Regions from separate parts of the Sus scrofa genome. Here all the other regions are linked to region 2. A link is a contact called in public HiChIP or PLAC-seq data. All regions are on one chromosome and are shown on one strand. Each heading gives the region's core, a stretch centred on a gene start, on an enhancer-like site or on the middle of the called end of the contact. The rest is flanking DNA. Distances are from core to core; before and after follow the strand shown. Region 1 overlaps PISD (phosphatidylserine decarboxylase). Region 2 holds the start of DEPDC5 (DEP domain-containing protein 5). Region 3 holds the start of YWHAH (14-3-3 protein eta).

What was found. HiChIP or PLAC-seq counts read pairs in DNA pulled down with a chosen protein or histone mark.
Region 1: an H3K27ac HiChIP or PLAC-seq map of alveolar macrophages shows a contact between it and region 2. The contact joins the enhancer-like site here to the promoter of DEPDC5 in region 2. A contact is called at or near these places in 2 of 5 promoter capture datasets (both in liver), 4 of 47 Hi-C or Micro-C datasets (heart right ventricle, liver, skeletal muscle and 1 more) and 2 of 2 datasets of contacts at active chromatin or transcription factors (alveolar macrophages and skeletal muscle).
Region 3: an H3K27ac HiChIP or PLAC-seq map of alveolar macrophages shows a contact between it and region 2. The contact joins the promoter of YWHAH here to the promoter of DEPDC5 in region 2. A contact is called at or near these places in 3 of 5 promoter capture datasets (fetal liver, fetal skeletal muscle and liver), 19 of 47 Hi-C or Micro-C datasets (alveolar macrophages, blood, brain and 13 more) and 2 of 2 datasets of contacts at active chromatin or transcription factors (alveolar macrophages and skeletal muscle).

The regions. Positions count from the first base shown.
Region 1 is chr14:48,311,546-48,316,302 of Sscrofa11.1, reverse strand. All of the region lies in intron 3 of PISD (phosphatidylserine decarboxylase), which reads left to right. Among named protein-coding and RNA genes, the nearest start is that of PISD, 28 kb to the left of the region's middle. Within about 2 kb of position 3,127, at least 41 of the 83 cell types and tissues checked have an H3K27ac peak or open chromatin away from gene starts, as enhancers often do. A contact at or near this core is called in alveolar macrophages, liver and skeletal muscle, where this site is marked.
Region 2 is chr14:48,418,695-48,423,422 of Sscrofa11.1, reverse strand. It overlaps DEPDC5 (DEP domain-containing protein 5), which reads right to left and starts at 1,635. Exons shown (of 42, transcript XM_013983091.2): 1 at 1,505-1,635; 2 at 526-649. The coding sequence starts at 583.
Region 3 is chr14:48,542,227-48,546,934 of Sscrofa11.1, reverse strand. It overlaps YWHAH (14-3-3 protein eta), which reads right to left and starts at 2,904. Exons shown (of 2, transcript XM_001928076.4): 1 at 2,496-2,904. The coding sequence starts at 2,582.

The sequences.
Region 1 (4,757 bases), core at 1,878-4,377, 110 kb after region 2:
AAATCTTCCTTTTTTTTTTTTTTTTTTTTTTTTTTTTTTTTATTGTGAACACTTTTGAACAGAGAAGAAAAGTTGAGAGAAGAGTTACCTACACACAGCACCACTTGACTGACCAGGTGGTTACTCTTTTAGCATATCTGCTTTGTCTTCTGTATATATGTACTTTTTCTCTGAGCCGTTTGTAAGTACATTGCAGACATTATGAAACTTCACCCTGGAACACTTCATTCTGTACCTGACCTGACTGAGGAACACTTGTCTGGGCCCTGCCGTGGGCCTGGGCGAGGTCGGGTTTGAGAAGCAGCAGTGTGGACAGCAGGCCCCAGGCAGGAGCCCTACCTACTTTAGCACCGCTTCCTTGTTTCTGGCCTCAGTTTAGTATTTTTTTAAATGTATGGTGCAGCCTTCCAGCCATGGAAAGGAGTAAAACCATATCAGCCTGTTCCATCACTGTGTTATTGCCCATGTCGCCCATCCATGGGCCTGTACTCAGCATCCTTCTCTGCTCCATGGTCCACGACCCTGGACAGTGTTGAACACATTTACATGTTTTTAAACTTCCTGTAATTATTATAGCTTTATTGTTCCCCTCTGTAAACATGCTGCTGCCAAATCCCTCATGAAGTTGTGAAATGAGAATGATGTATGTGTAAATACTTAGTCCCATGTGGCAGGGGGTAGAGAGTCAATAAGTTCTATTTTACTTCTTACCCAACAGGTGTTGAGAAAACAATTACAGTTCTTAAAATCAGCAGTCAGTCAGTTGGCGGGCAGTAGACCCTCCCACCTGCCCAGCTCTGCCCTCAGAGAATCCTAGGCTTATTCTGGGGTAGGAGGACATCTCAGGGCCTTCCTTCAAGGTACCTGCCAGGAATGGTGGCAGCTACTCCAGCCTTTCCTCTCCCCGGGCTCTGCCAGCCCAGGGGCTGCTCTGTGTCTGGACCACTTGGGAGCACAGCGGAGGGCTCAGGGCCAGAGGCTTATTCCACCTCGAGCACTTTGTCTTCCTGTCTTGCTGCACCCTCCTCGCTGCCTGGGAAAAGTCCCGGGCAGCTCAGAAACATTGACAAATGCAAAGGGAGAATTTGGCAGGGCTATAAGAAGCCTTTGGATTAAAAAATCACCTGAGGGTGCTTCTTGCTCTTCTGGGCTCCTTACTCAGGCTTCTGTGAGGCTGATAACCTGGCTCTTCGTTCTAGCCATCACCTGTCTTCCTCAAGGGGCCTCAGCTGCCGCCCCCCAGGGAATGCAAACTAGTAGGGAGCACCTGCCACCCTGTCCCGCTGCTACCTTCCAACCCCTGGCACAGTGGGACATGGAGTTCACACTGCAGGGAGCGGCAGTGGGTTGCCCTGAGGGGAGAGGCCTGTCCACAGGTGCTGGGGGCCAGGTGACCTGGGGCCTGCAGAGCCTTGCAGTAGCGCTAGGGGGCACTCCCGCTTAGGGGAGTCCAAATCAAATGGGAGGACGGAGTGTGGCTGGCTGCCCAGAGAGTCTTTATTTGAGGTTTGAAATAAACCTGCCAAATGGTTTTTTGTTTTCCCCAGAAATCCTGTGAAGTATGGTCTGGAATCCAAAAAGCATTTCCCTACTGAGAAATATATGGTGGAGAACAGGTTAGAAGGTGGTGAGAGCTAGTCTCAGGGCATGCCCATGGGCTGATTTATGAGTTTGCTAAACACCAATCAGCCGGAGAGGCTTTAAGAGGTTACTGAGGAGTTCTGATAGGCATGGAATGGCCCGTTGGTCATTTTACAGTAGAGAGCATCAGCACTCCAGAGGCTGCTCAGCAAATGAGAATCCGAGCTTTAGATCCATAGACTCGTTTTTCCCCTGAGGTATAACATGGGCTGGGTCTGTTCTGGATGCACTGCAGCCTTAGGGGAAGTCAGAATGGTCTTCCCAGATTTCTGGTTGTTGCTAGGATTCTGTGTCAGCATCTTCCTGTGCTTTCAATCCCTTTATCCCCTCTCATGAGGTATTTGGTTGGAGCTCTGAGGTGAGAGGGGTCTGAAGTCTCACTGGGAGCTGAGAATGCTGCAGGCCAGGGCAAGGAGACTGAAGTGTAGGTAAGGTATTTGTCAGCCCTGTGCACCCTGCTGCCTCCGTGTTCCTACTGGCGCATTGTAGGTGTTGAATGTCATGGAAGTCCATGAGGTAGGACCCTACCCATCTTCTCCCCCTTTCCCCCCTGTGGTGTCCCAGGTTGAACAATTGGTTGGGCTGGATCTTGATGAGGCGTCGGGTATGTGGGGCTGTGTCTGCATGCCACTTTGTCCTCTCTTAGGCTTCCTTGGCTCAGCTGCCCATCTCGTCACAAGCCCTGTAGGCTCTCTTCCCTGTTCTAATGTTGCTCTAGAAACTAAATTCCCAGTGGTCAGAAGAAGCTGAGGTTGTACCTTTGTTCAACAAATCAGGGCCCTGGATTCCACATCCTTTTGGGGGTAGAGTAGTGGTGGTTTTCCTGGCCAGATCCTACTCCTCCCCTAAAAAGTGTTAAGTTGGTTCATTCCATTCGTGTTGACTGAGTGCTTCTGGTGGGTATGAGGGTAGGGTTCTTACCCCACAGGCTGGAGCCCTATCACCTAACGGGGTAGAAAGATAAGTCGAGAATCACCCCACAGGTTTTGATCCCAGAGAGGAAGCCTGCGTGCAGGGCGGGTCTGGACCTTGCCCACTGGGTCTTCTTTGCTGTTCTGCACTGGGGGATTTTTTGTGTCTGGTGTGACTTCCTGGAGCAGAGGAGGCGGAATAGGAAGCAGCCTCATGTTCTGTGTGGAGTGTGGAGAGGAGCGAGGGCTTAGACACCTGCTGTGCAGCTGGTGGGGGGGTAGAAAAGGTGGCTGGAGGTGGCTTTTTGCTGTCTCGAGCAGCTGGCCCTCGGTGTAGTCAGCAGCACGTGGAGGCCCTCGCGTGGGCTGGAGGGGCGCGTGGGAGTAGGGTCGGCTGCCCAGTCCCCAGCCCGTGGAGATGGCCCCGGGAAACCCTGTGACCCCGGCAGCCGGTTGCATGTTCCCGCCGTTCCCCTCGCCTCGCCCCTCCCCTTAAAGGGACCCCGTGCTGAGGGGCGGGGCGCGGCTGACGAGCTTGGTGGCAGGCCTCCTGCCCCCGCCCCCTAGCGGCCTGAGTGGCTGGAGCCCGAGCCCTCGCTCGCCGCCCGCAGCCCGGCTTCCGCGGAGCGGCACCTCCCTGCGAGTCGAGTCGGAAACCGAGTAGGCAGCAGGCGGCGCGGAAGCTGAGCCGAGCCGCGGACTACCTGCCGGTGAGTGAGCCTCCTTGCCCCGCGCAGCTGGTAGACCTGCTAAAGGATCCTGGAGGCCGTCCGGGTCCCGGGGTACGGGTCTCCTGTTACTTCTTAGGGACGGAGGAGCCCGCCCCACTGCCCCGGTCGAGCTGTGGCTTCCCGGGCCCCACACGGTGGGTCATGGGGCCGGCCCGATGAGCTCACTTCCTCCGCATCCTGTAGCATCTCCTCGCCCCACGCTCAGAAAAGGGAAATGCTGGCCTTGCCGGCAGCTCTGTGTCCTGCGCCCAGAGCTCCAGGCCCATTTCCTGTCCGAGGGGCCTGGGGTGGGCGCCGGAGGAGGGAGAGCAGCATAGTACCTCAGTGGGACCCATACGTGCTGTGATTGTCACCTGGTACCTCCCAGGGGGGGGAGGGTGTGACAGAACCCCATTCCCACCAGTGCCAAGGATTGCCGCAGAGAAGGTTCCTTTCCTTGGGGGAATTTAAGAAGGACCCCTGCCAAGTTCTGTCCCCACCTCTACCACCCTTGAAAGAGGCACCTCTGGACCCTGGTCTTTGCTTCTTCTTCTCTCACCCAAGGTTTCCCCAAGATGGCTCACCCGTTTTGCCAGGGAGAATCCATTTTCCTGGTTCTCTATTTCTGACATTTTGTCTGCTTCTAGCCCTGAAACTTGGGGGAGGAATGATTCGTGGTCCCACCAGGACACAGATGCCTGGCAGCCCTGCCCTACAGAGTGGGAGTGTGCCCAGCAAGTAAGGCCTGGGCCTCTGGATTTGGGGACACTGGGGGTTTCAGTCGAGGCTTCAGGCCAGGTAGCTGGCACCCATTGAGCTTTCTACTCAGGGAGTGGGAGCACATTCTTGTGTTTTTGCAGGCTGCACATGTGCAGGGCTGCAAGGCCTTCGTCCTGGACAGTGAGGGGTGGGCGGGGATGTTGCAGTACTGCTCACATGTGAATCCCCAGAGCAGCCTGTCCCCCTAACACGGTCCTATTGTGCCATCGCTTCCTGTTCTGTTGCTGCTCCTTTGGTTTCGGCTCCTCTCAGAACTGCTGCCCCTGCCCTGTTCCTTCCATCTTCCCAGTGGTAGCAAACTTCTGCCCTCCCAGAGCATGGGTTTTGAGGGGGACAGAAGGTGTCGGGAACCATATCTGCACTAAGCTCTTGGGTGAGAGAGAGGCGTGAAGTTTCTGAGCAGAGTTGTGGGTGAGCAAGAGGAAGGACCCTTCGCATTTCCAGAAGACGAGGAAACTGAGACCCAGAGAGCACCTGTGACTTGCAAGACCTTTTCCAGCTCTCAGGCCGAGGGTTGGGGGAGGACGGCCAGGATCGAGTAACCAGATTGTTCTTGTCTCCCACCAAAGCCACTCTGAGTTCTCATGTTCCGCATGGCTGGCCCTTAGGCCAGGTAATGACTTTAAAGTCCTACTGGTCACAGCTCCAAACTTGCCTCCACAGAGTATCCTTGAGACTCTCGGGGGAGAGGGAATGTGTCTGTACCTTAGGGCAC
Region 2 (4,728 bases), core at 386-2,885:
GAATTCCCATTGTGGTACAGCAGAAACAAACCCAACTAGTATCCATGAGGATGCAGGTTCAATCCCTGACCTTGCTCAGTGTGTTGGGGATCCAGCGTTGCCATGAGCTGTGGTGAAGGTGGTAGACACAGCTTGGATCCCGCATCACTGTGGCTGTGGCATAGGCCAGCAGCTGTAGCTCCAGTTCAACCCCTAGCCTAGGAACTTCCATATACTGTGGGAGCATCCCTTAAAAAAAAAAAGCAAAAATATAAATAAATAAATATCCAAACAAATGAAGAGTAGTAAGCTGGCAATATTCACAATGTGCCTTAAAATGCAAATAAAAATGCTTGCAGAAGGAACCTGTGCTCTCCCTGGTCCTGCTACCCTCCTTGCTATGGTATTACACTTGCTGCTTCACTCTGTTAAATTGCCTGCCTAGCCCCAACTGTCACATGAGTCAGTGTGTAAATTTCAAGGCACCAGAGACACACTAGTACCTCAGCCAAATTACACAACCTCCGAAGACCAGTCAATACTGACCACTGCCCCCAAAGCCCTTCTTGTGGATGACGAGTTTGTAGACCTTTGTTGTTCTCATCTTGTACTGTTGTTTCCTTCAGCTGTTCCAAGCTTGGGGGAGCGAAATCATCTTGCCTCCCTGACACTGAAACACAAACAAAAAGGCTGGAATGTCAGATCTTTCCTTGCAAGGGTTCTTTGATTTTAGATCAGTGAAAATACTAGCCCTGATCATTTGAGCGGTGACACCAACTCCCTGGATGAAATCACTCCTCCAATTATCAGGAGGGATGGAGAACAAACAGACCAACGAATCTGAGAACGAAAGGGAATTCGGGCCAGGGTCCAGCCCAACCTCCACGAAGATACTTTATCACACACCAAAGGGAAAACTTGGAGTGAATGAGGCACTCACCGCCTTGCCTCTATCTAAACCAACAACGCCAAATATTAAGAAGATCTTAAGAGGTTAGGCACACTCATTCTGTAGACGAGGAGAGTGAGGGCCAGCGCAAGAGACTTGCTCAGGTTCCTGAGACTGAGAGGCGCTCCCACTGTTCACGTTTCGCCATTGATGTCCTGGGCAAGGAGAATGTAAATAGAAGGAAAGCACGGGTTCCTTCACCAAACCTCCAGCTGCACAAACTCATCGGTTCCTCTTCGCACCCCCCTCATTCCCTAGCTGATGCGACCGCGGCTCAGAGACTGACAAGACTTGCCTGAGGTCACACAGCGGTTTGGGGGTGGGGATGGGTCCAGGATTCGAACCTGGGCCACGGCCCCCTCCCTCCTGATCCTCAAACCAGGGCCCCGGCGGCCAGCTCCACTCACCCGCAGCTCCGGAGCCACTTCCCGCTGGAGGCCCGGACTCCGAGAGCCCGACCGTGGCCGGGGCCCCTGTGCGTCCTCCGGACGCCCCGCCTACGCCCTCAGTGCCGGTGCAGCTCCGGTGCCCTAGCTCCAGGAGCCGGTCGGCCCTCCCCAGCCACCAAGCGCTCACCTGAGAACCCGCGCTGCTCCGGTGGCTCCGCCCCTGGGTACCGCCCCCTTCCCGCCCACCCCCACCCCCCTACCCCCGGGCCGCTCTGGCCGGGCCTCCGCCTCGTCTCGGTGTCCGAGCCACTTCCCCATCCGGGGCTCGCGCCGGGGGCGGGGCTGCGCGTGTAGCTTCTTGGTCGGATTGCATGTAGTAGTTTCCCACTCGGGAGTCTGATGGCTCCCGACTGGGGAAGGGGAGTGCTTTTCCTCCCAGACGTTCCGAAGTAGATCCGAGTCCAAGAGATTCGCTTTCGACCTAGTGATTTGCGCAACAGGGCAAACTCGAATGAGTGTCCCAGGATCTGTAAACGAAGTTATGGACCTTCGCCTGGCCTCACAGGGCTACTGAGGCACAAAATAGTTTCTGGGAGAATTTTTGTAAAATGGAAAGGGCTGAGCACGTGCGACCTAGTGCGATAGCCCCTGCTGGGAAGTATCCACTTTGGGGAGGACTATTTCAAATCCTTCCAAACCCCAAGTGGCGTTCCGTGCCTGTCTGGTTCTTAATAATAGCTACCATAGCTTTCACAGACATACTTATGTAATTGTCACATCCTTTTTAGGTGGCAGAGACACTCTTATTCACAGACAGGGAACTGGCAGAGGACACGAAACAACTCTGAAGGGAGCAAGGACAGATCTTGACACTCCAGTCCAACTTGGCTCCGAAAGCTGAGCATTTAACCAGCATCCTCCCATCTCACTCCAGGGCTCATCCTAAACCGTTTTCAGTCTGAAGATCTTTCTCTTCTCAAGGAAAAAATCAGAGCTGTGTGGGCAGTGACTGAAGTTGGCCAAGGGCTCCTGGCAAGTTGCGAGCTCCAACTAACTGACCTACAGTTTTCAGAAATTCTCTGAATGTTGAAAGAAAAAAAAAGCATCGCATACCACAGAGAGACTGCTGAGTGGGTGAAGGGGGCCCCTGTAGCAAGACCCACCTGTGATTTTACTTTAGGATTCAGAAGTTAAATAACTCTTAAATAATTGTATTTTTTTAATAGTAAAGAAAACATGTAATCAGGTAGACTGCAACAGTTGCAAAAGTTTTCAGGGATAAAATGTTAAGTATAAAAGACATTTTTATGTTGCTAGTTCACCCAGATCCCCCAGGCTGTCTTCTCTGAGGCTGTTGGGCACTCCTTCCATCCCACACAGAGTTAATGGGACTCTGTCCCTGGCCCTTAGGGGAATCTGATTCCTTCTCCTGAAGGATGTTCATAGTTAACAAATATTTCAGTTTTGGCAAAAATTTGTCAAAACAAAACAAAACAAAAAACCTTAACAAGGTTTTCTTGGGGTTTTTTGGTCTTTTTAAGGCCATGGCATATGGAGGTTCCTAGGCTAGGGGTTCAATCGGAGCTGTAGCCGCTGGCCTTTGCCAGAGCCACAGCAACTCAGGATCTGAGCTGCGTCCGTGACCTACACCACAGTTCACAGCAACGCCAGATCTTTAACCCACTGAGCAAGGCCAGGGATTGAACCTGTGTCCTCACAGATTCTAGTCGTGTTTGTTAACCACTGAACCATGACGGGAGTCCTGACAAGTACTGAGATTTTAAAAAATTGTCTAAAGCTGGTCAAAGTTAGTGATGGCTGGAAGGGATAGCTACCCAGACTAGGGATCCAGTGGCCTTTATTCTGCAATAACTTATGGGATTATTTGTTTTTAGCTGCGTGGCTTTGCACAAGATATTTCTTTTTTCCTTAAATTTCTCCCCTCTCAGGTCGGAATACAAAGTGGTTGTTTTCATCCTCCCCAAGGTATTTGAGGGCCAAATGAGGTGAAGGACATGTTACATTAGATCTTTGAAATTAAAAACAAAAAATTAGAGCGCCATATAAATATAACCAAAAGCATGGATTTTATCAGGGAACTGGCTCTCCCCAACTTTTAAAGCATTGAATGATATAGATGGTGCTTCTTTGGGATCCCTTTGTGCTTAATACAGAGCTAGAAACAAGGCTGAGGCTATGGTGAGGTAGGTGAGGCTAATGAAGGCACTTGCCTTACTAAAGGCACAAAAAGTTAATGGGATGCCAGAAAACTCAGCAAGATAAACAATAATTTGATTAAAAAATAAGAATTAATACAAAAATCCACGTTTTTTAAAATAAAGACAAGATCAGTAATGGTGCTGTGCAGCCATATTAGAGCCTAAGGCAAAAGACAAACCAGTAATAATGGGTTTCTCTGATCCTCTTTTTTTTTTTTTTTGTCTTTTTCAGGGATGCACCCTCAACATATGGAGGTTCCCAGGCTAGGGGTTGAATGGGAGCTGGAGTCGTTGGCCTATGCCACAGCGGCACCAGATCTGAGCCATGTCTTTGACCTATACCACAGCTCATGGCAATGCCAGATGCTTAACCCGCTGAGTGAGGCCAGGGATGGAAGCTGTATCCTCATGGATACTAGTCAGAATTGTTTCTGCTGAGCAACGATGGGAACTCCATCAGGTCCTCTTTTGTAGGCATGTAGTTGCCTGAGAAAGAACTTGAGGACTTGGATACTGTAAACGTAGAAATATTTTAAAGTGAACTTCTAGTTAGTTCATCCTAACAGCATCTATAGTAGCCTATATTCTGGAAATATGGATTCAGCCTGTAAACAATACCGTTGGCACTTGGTTTTGTATGTCCCCAAGCCCTAACTAAAGCTTGGAAAGCCACTATGGCAGATAAAATGATACAAGTGTTGACTGGTTCAAAGACACTTTGACCAGAGAAGAGAGGATTGGAGTTCCCGTCATAGTGCAGTGGAAACGAATCCGACTAGGAACCATAAGGTTGAGGGTTCGATCCCTGGCCTTGCCTAATGGGTTAAGCATCTGGCGTTGCCATGAGCTGTAGTGTGGGCTGATGAAGCGGCTCGGATACTGCGTTGCTGAGGCTGTGGTATAGGCCAGGCAGCTGTAGTTCCGATTCGACCCCTAGCCTGGGAACCCCCATATGCCAAGGCTGTGGCCCTAAAACGCAAAAAAAAAGGGGGGGGTAGAATTATTGCCTCTTGCAAACCTCTAGCTCTCTAATCAGACAGGTTAATAACTCCAAGAAGCAACTGATTTCTGCTTAACAAAAGGTTCTGTGTCTTGGGGCGAGTTAATTGTATGCTCTGGACGTTTTCAATTTCCTCTTGAATAAACAGTCTTTTCCTTCCTTCAAATATCTGTTGAGTGTCTGCTTGTGCAA
Region 3 (4,708 bases), core at 1,655-4,154, 120 kb before region 2:
GTGGCAGCAGAACATCCCCTCACCCAGGTGTGGCAGAGCAAGCAGTCTACTTACCTGTCCTGAGAAACCCACATAAACCCAAAGAGTTACCCAGAATTCTCTTTCCAAAAGCTATACTTTAGGCCTATGATATTAATGAAATGGGGACTGAGTCTTCTCCATAACATTAAGAATTTAACATACAAAAAACAACAGGTAGAAATGTGAGAAACTGTTTTCCACTGACCCCTGTCAAGTCCTTTCCAATAAATGTAGTCCATTAGGATGAAAAAAATTTCCTTAATAGGAGAAACAGGCAAAGTGACCCCCCAAATTCTTATTATTTAATAGGAGGTACCTTGAGGAAATGGTTTATCGAAATTCTGAGATAACAGAGTTTGGATTGAATATTTAATGGCTTATCCAACCCATCAATCATTTCAGATGCAGATATTACATATTCCCAATACACAAAAGGGACCATCTGTTTGCAAAATCCTACCTTAACATCTCAGAGAAAAATCTGTGGACACAAGTAGGTAGCTGCAGGAAAGCGTTTTTTTCAAGATTGCTTATAAAGACCAGAAAATCAATTATTTTCTCTCCACAAACTGTTTCATTCTGGTTAGATCTCTGCATTCTTCCTTTCCCATTTCAAGTTGCCTATAGCTCCAGAACTACCTTCCAGTCATCTTCCCTTAACCTGCATCAACGTTGATTCCAGCCCCATTCCTGCTTTATTCCCCAAAAGCCTCCTAACACTGTGGCCTTCAAGTCCCACTCCAGGATAAGTAAGGGCCTCACTAAAATGTCCAAAGAGCGGCCTCAACCAGTATAATCCCAGTGGCACTCAGTTACTGGGGAAAAGTCATACTTAAGTGTGACTTGCTGGGTGGACAAAAGTGGCTTTATTCTGAAGATTAAGCTTAGAACCCCTTCCAAGGAAATGCACTCACACAGTAAGTCCAGATTCTGTAAAATTTGCTATATTACTGTATCTTACACTTGTTTTTCTTATAAGACCCCCAGAATTACATAGACATCAGGTCCTAAACCTAAATCATCCCTGTTCTGGATGAAAAGCTCCCACCTAGCCCATGACACCAAGCAAGGGCTCAAACTGGGATCACCAATGAATCAACAAATGCGAGGTGGCGGCAGCAGTGGTGGTTTCCAAACATCTGGTTCAATGTGTGACAAGGACAACATGGAAGAGATAACTCTTCAAGTACACTTCTTACCTGGATAAGCCCAAATATTGACCTCAACAACATACTTCACATATTACTATTGAAAGCTTTAAAAGGAGCTTTTTATATGACTCTGACATTTTAGGAAGCCTCTGTATTTGTGGGTTTTTTCCTCTAAGAAATCCCCTCCCAAGGCTCGAAAAAGGGCAAATGAGCTGTAGAATCCAGGGCAGTCTAAAAAAAAAAAAAAAAAAAAAGAATCCAGGGCAGTAATTGCTGAACTTAAACCTACTAACACTTGCCACTTGAGGGCTGGTTCAAGTGCAGCTGAGCTCCACCCCCAGGGTTTCTGAGTCTTTAGGTCTAGGGTGGGGCCCCAGGAGATCCTTTCAGGTCTCAGGAGGTGGAACACTGGGTGAACATGGCAGGTTGGTGGCCGCAGCTGTGGCTATACCCGTGTGACCTTGACGCAGAGGGAAGTAATGTTCATTTGGAGAAAACGTGAAATAATGCGCGGAGACGAGGTTAGCGAGGAGTTCGCCACAACCCTAAGTCTCAGGCACGCAGGTGGTATCTAATCCAGGGCATTTGCCAGGGTGTGGTCGGCAAAGGCTCCTTCCCCGGAAATCGAGCTGCAGACAGGTCTCTGAGGGTCTCGGCAAGGCAAAGGTACACGGGCTCGGCCCGCCCAGGAGTCACGACCCGTTTTAGTCTCCAAGCAGATGGGTGCCGCATCCAACCTGGAAGGAGCCACACGCCCGCCACCCTCCCGCCGGCTTGCGGGGGGGAGGGGGGGGGTCTCCGCACACAATGCGGACCCCGGGCGTGGGAGGATGGAACCAGAACGATTCCAGCGAGCGGAGCAAAAACGGATCGGAATTACACCGACTGCAGGTAGTGGCAGCGGAAACCATGAGAGACAGGGCGCCACTCACTAGGTGATTCTTTATTACAAGTTGGGGTGTGGAGAAAAGAGGGGGTGCCCCAGCCCGACAGAAATATCCAGAAGGAGAAATGTGACTCCCTCACCTTCCCACGGGCACCCTCCCTCACCTGTGGTCCGAGCTGGGATATGGCGACCCCCGACCACCAGATGGCCCGCCCGCGGGGTCACCGCCGCACCCCCTCCCTAGAAACCCCACCAGGGCCCGGCCGCAGGAAATGGCGGGGCGCGCGGCGGGCGCGGGAAGCGCGGTGTGCGGGCGGGTGGCCGCGCCCAGCGGGGCGGCGGGGTCGCCCCAGGCCTGGAGGGAGCAGCCGCCTGGTTGCCCACCCTTCCCCTGCGTCGGGCCCCCGGCCGGCCGCCCGGGCGTCCGGCGCGCTCACCGCCTTCATGGCGGAGGCCATGTCGTCGTAGCGCTCCGCCTGCTCGGCCAGCCGCGCCCGCTGCAGCAGCTGTTCGCGGTCCCCCATGTCGCTATGGCTCGGCCTCGCCTCGCGCCCAGCTCCACTCGCTTGCTAGCCCGCGCGTCCGCTCCCGGTCGCCGCGGAGGCCGCCGCCGCGCACGCGCACTGGCTCGCCGGCCCGCCTAGGCTACAAGCAGCAGGCAGCACCGATCGACCTCTCGCTGGCTCGCCTCGCGCGCTGTGGCTCGCACCGCGGACGCCGCCGAGAGAGGACAGGCGGTCACGCGGGGGGATGGGCGGATGGGAGGACGCCTGCGCAGTGGGAGGGGCAGGGCCGGGCGGCGCGGAGCGGCGCAAGTGGGAGGGGGGAAGGGCGGGCCGGCCCTAACGGTCTATTTCAAGGTGACGTCAGCTACTATAAATAGCTGCGACCACCGCCCCGCCCCAAAGCCGCGCAGGCGCCGTGCGAGTGCTGCATTTTACCACCGCAGAGGTGGAGGTGAAGAGGGGACCGCTGGGGTGGGGACTGCAGAGATCGGGGAAGGGGCCGGGAGATGGCTGCTCCGCTGGCAGCGCACTGTCACGGCCCCACCCGGAAAGGTGCTTCTGAACCCATGTTAGAGCACTAGATTGAGAAGGGACTCCAAAGCAAATAAAACTAGCGCTTGGGGAAGCCAGGAGGCCGCATGCCCGACGGGCGGTCTGGACCCGCCCCCGCCCAGTCTAACCGTTCGGCTTCGCAGGGCCACACCCAGCACTTGGGTCTGCGCTGGCAGATTAGAGTCGGTCCCGCCTAACGTCCCCCCCACCCCCACCCCACAACACATTCATTCACTGCGCCTCCACCCTAGGGAGTGGCCTTGTGCAGACTGTGCCTTTACGCGGGAGGAGGGACTGACCGGCCCGGCTGAGGCGGATAACCTTCGTGACACACCTGCTAGGAGCTGGCCCAGTGCTAGGCCTTTCCAGGCACGATCGTATCTGATGCTCACAACTCAGGCCAGTGGGTACAGCTGGCCTCTTTTTTCAAAGCCAGACCAGTGTGAGTTGCTCAAGGTTACTGTTGGCCTGTAAAGTGGCAAAGAGGAGAGTGGACCCGCTGGTCACTGAGCCAGTCCTGGCGTTCCACGCTGAGGAACCCTGGTGCCAGGCCCAGGGCTGGGCCTCGGACAAGAGAGGAAAATCCCAATAACTAAAGCATGACCAGACCTAGTATACCATGCGAAGGGCAGTGCAGGAGAAGGGGCCTGAGGTTCTCTGAGAATTTTATTGAGCACCTACTGCATGCTCAACACTGGGGGAAAGAGTAGGTGCAGAATGAGTAGGACACTCAGTTCTCTCTGTGGCTCAATGAGGTCATCTTGGGAGGGCTGGAATGCAGGTTTAATCCCCAGCCTGGTACAGTGGCTTAAGGATCTAGCACTGGATCCCTGGCCCAGGAATTCCGTATGCCCAGGGGAGGACAAAAAAGAAAAAAAAGAAAAAAAAAAAAAAGAGTTAAGACGCAGCCCCTGTCTCGGAGAAGCAGATGTCTGAATACCCCAAAGGAGGTAAGCTGGTCCAGATAATGTCAGGGAAAAGGTGGGAGAGAGTGGGGTCTGCAAAGACAAAGCCTTGGCAGTGAAGATAAAAACAAAATGGTGAGAAAGGTCGGGCAGTGGGACATGAGGTGAGGTAAAAAACAAGACTGTGGAGTGTTTTCAATGCCAGGCTGAAGATCTGAAGCATCCCTAGGTAGTTGGGAACCACCAGAGGCATGGAAGCCACATTTCAGGCCAGGAGTCTTACTTTGGAGAGTCAGATGCATTAGAAAGGAGAGAGAGGAGGAGTTCCCGTCCTGGCACAGTGGTTAACGAATCCGACTAGGAACCATGAGGTTGCAGGTTCGGTCCCTGCCCTTGCTCAGTGGGTTAATGATCCGGCGATGCCGCGAGCTGTGGTGTAGGATCCCGAGTTGCTGTGGCTGTGGTTTAGGCTGGCAGCTACAGCTCCGATTAGACCCCTAGCCTGGGAACCTCCATATGCCCGGAAGCGGTCCAAGAAATGGCAAAAAGATGAAAAACAAAACAAAACAAAAAAACAAAGGAGAAGGAACTGGAGAGTGGGCCTTTTCTGAACCTCTGTTTTACAATCTGGGAAAATTGGACTTGAAAGACTGTTTAAGGCACTGTAGAAGAGAAGAAATCCTGGAA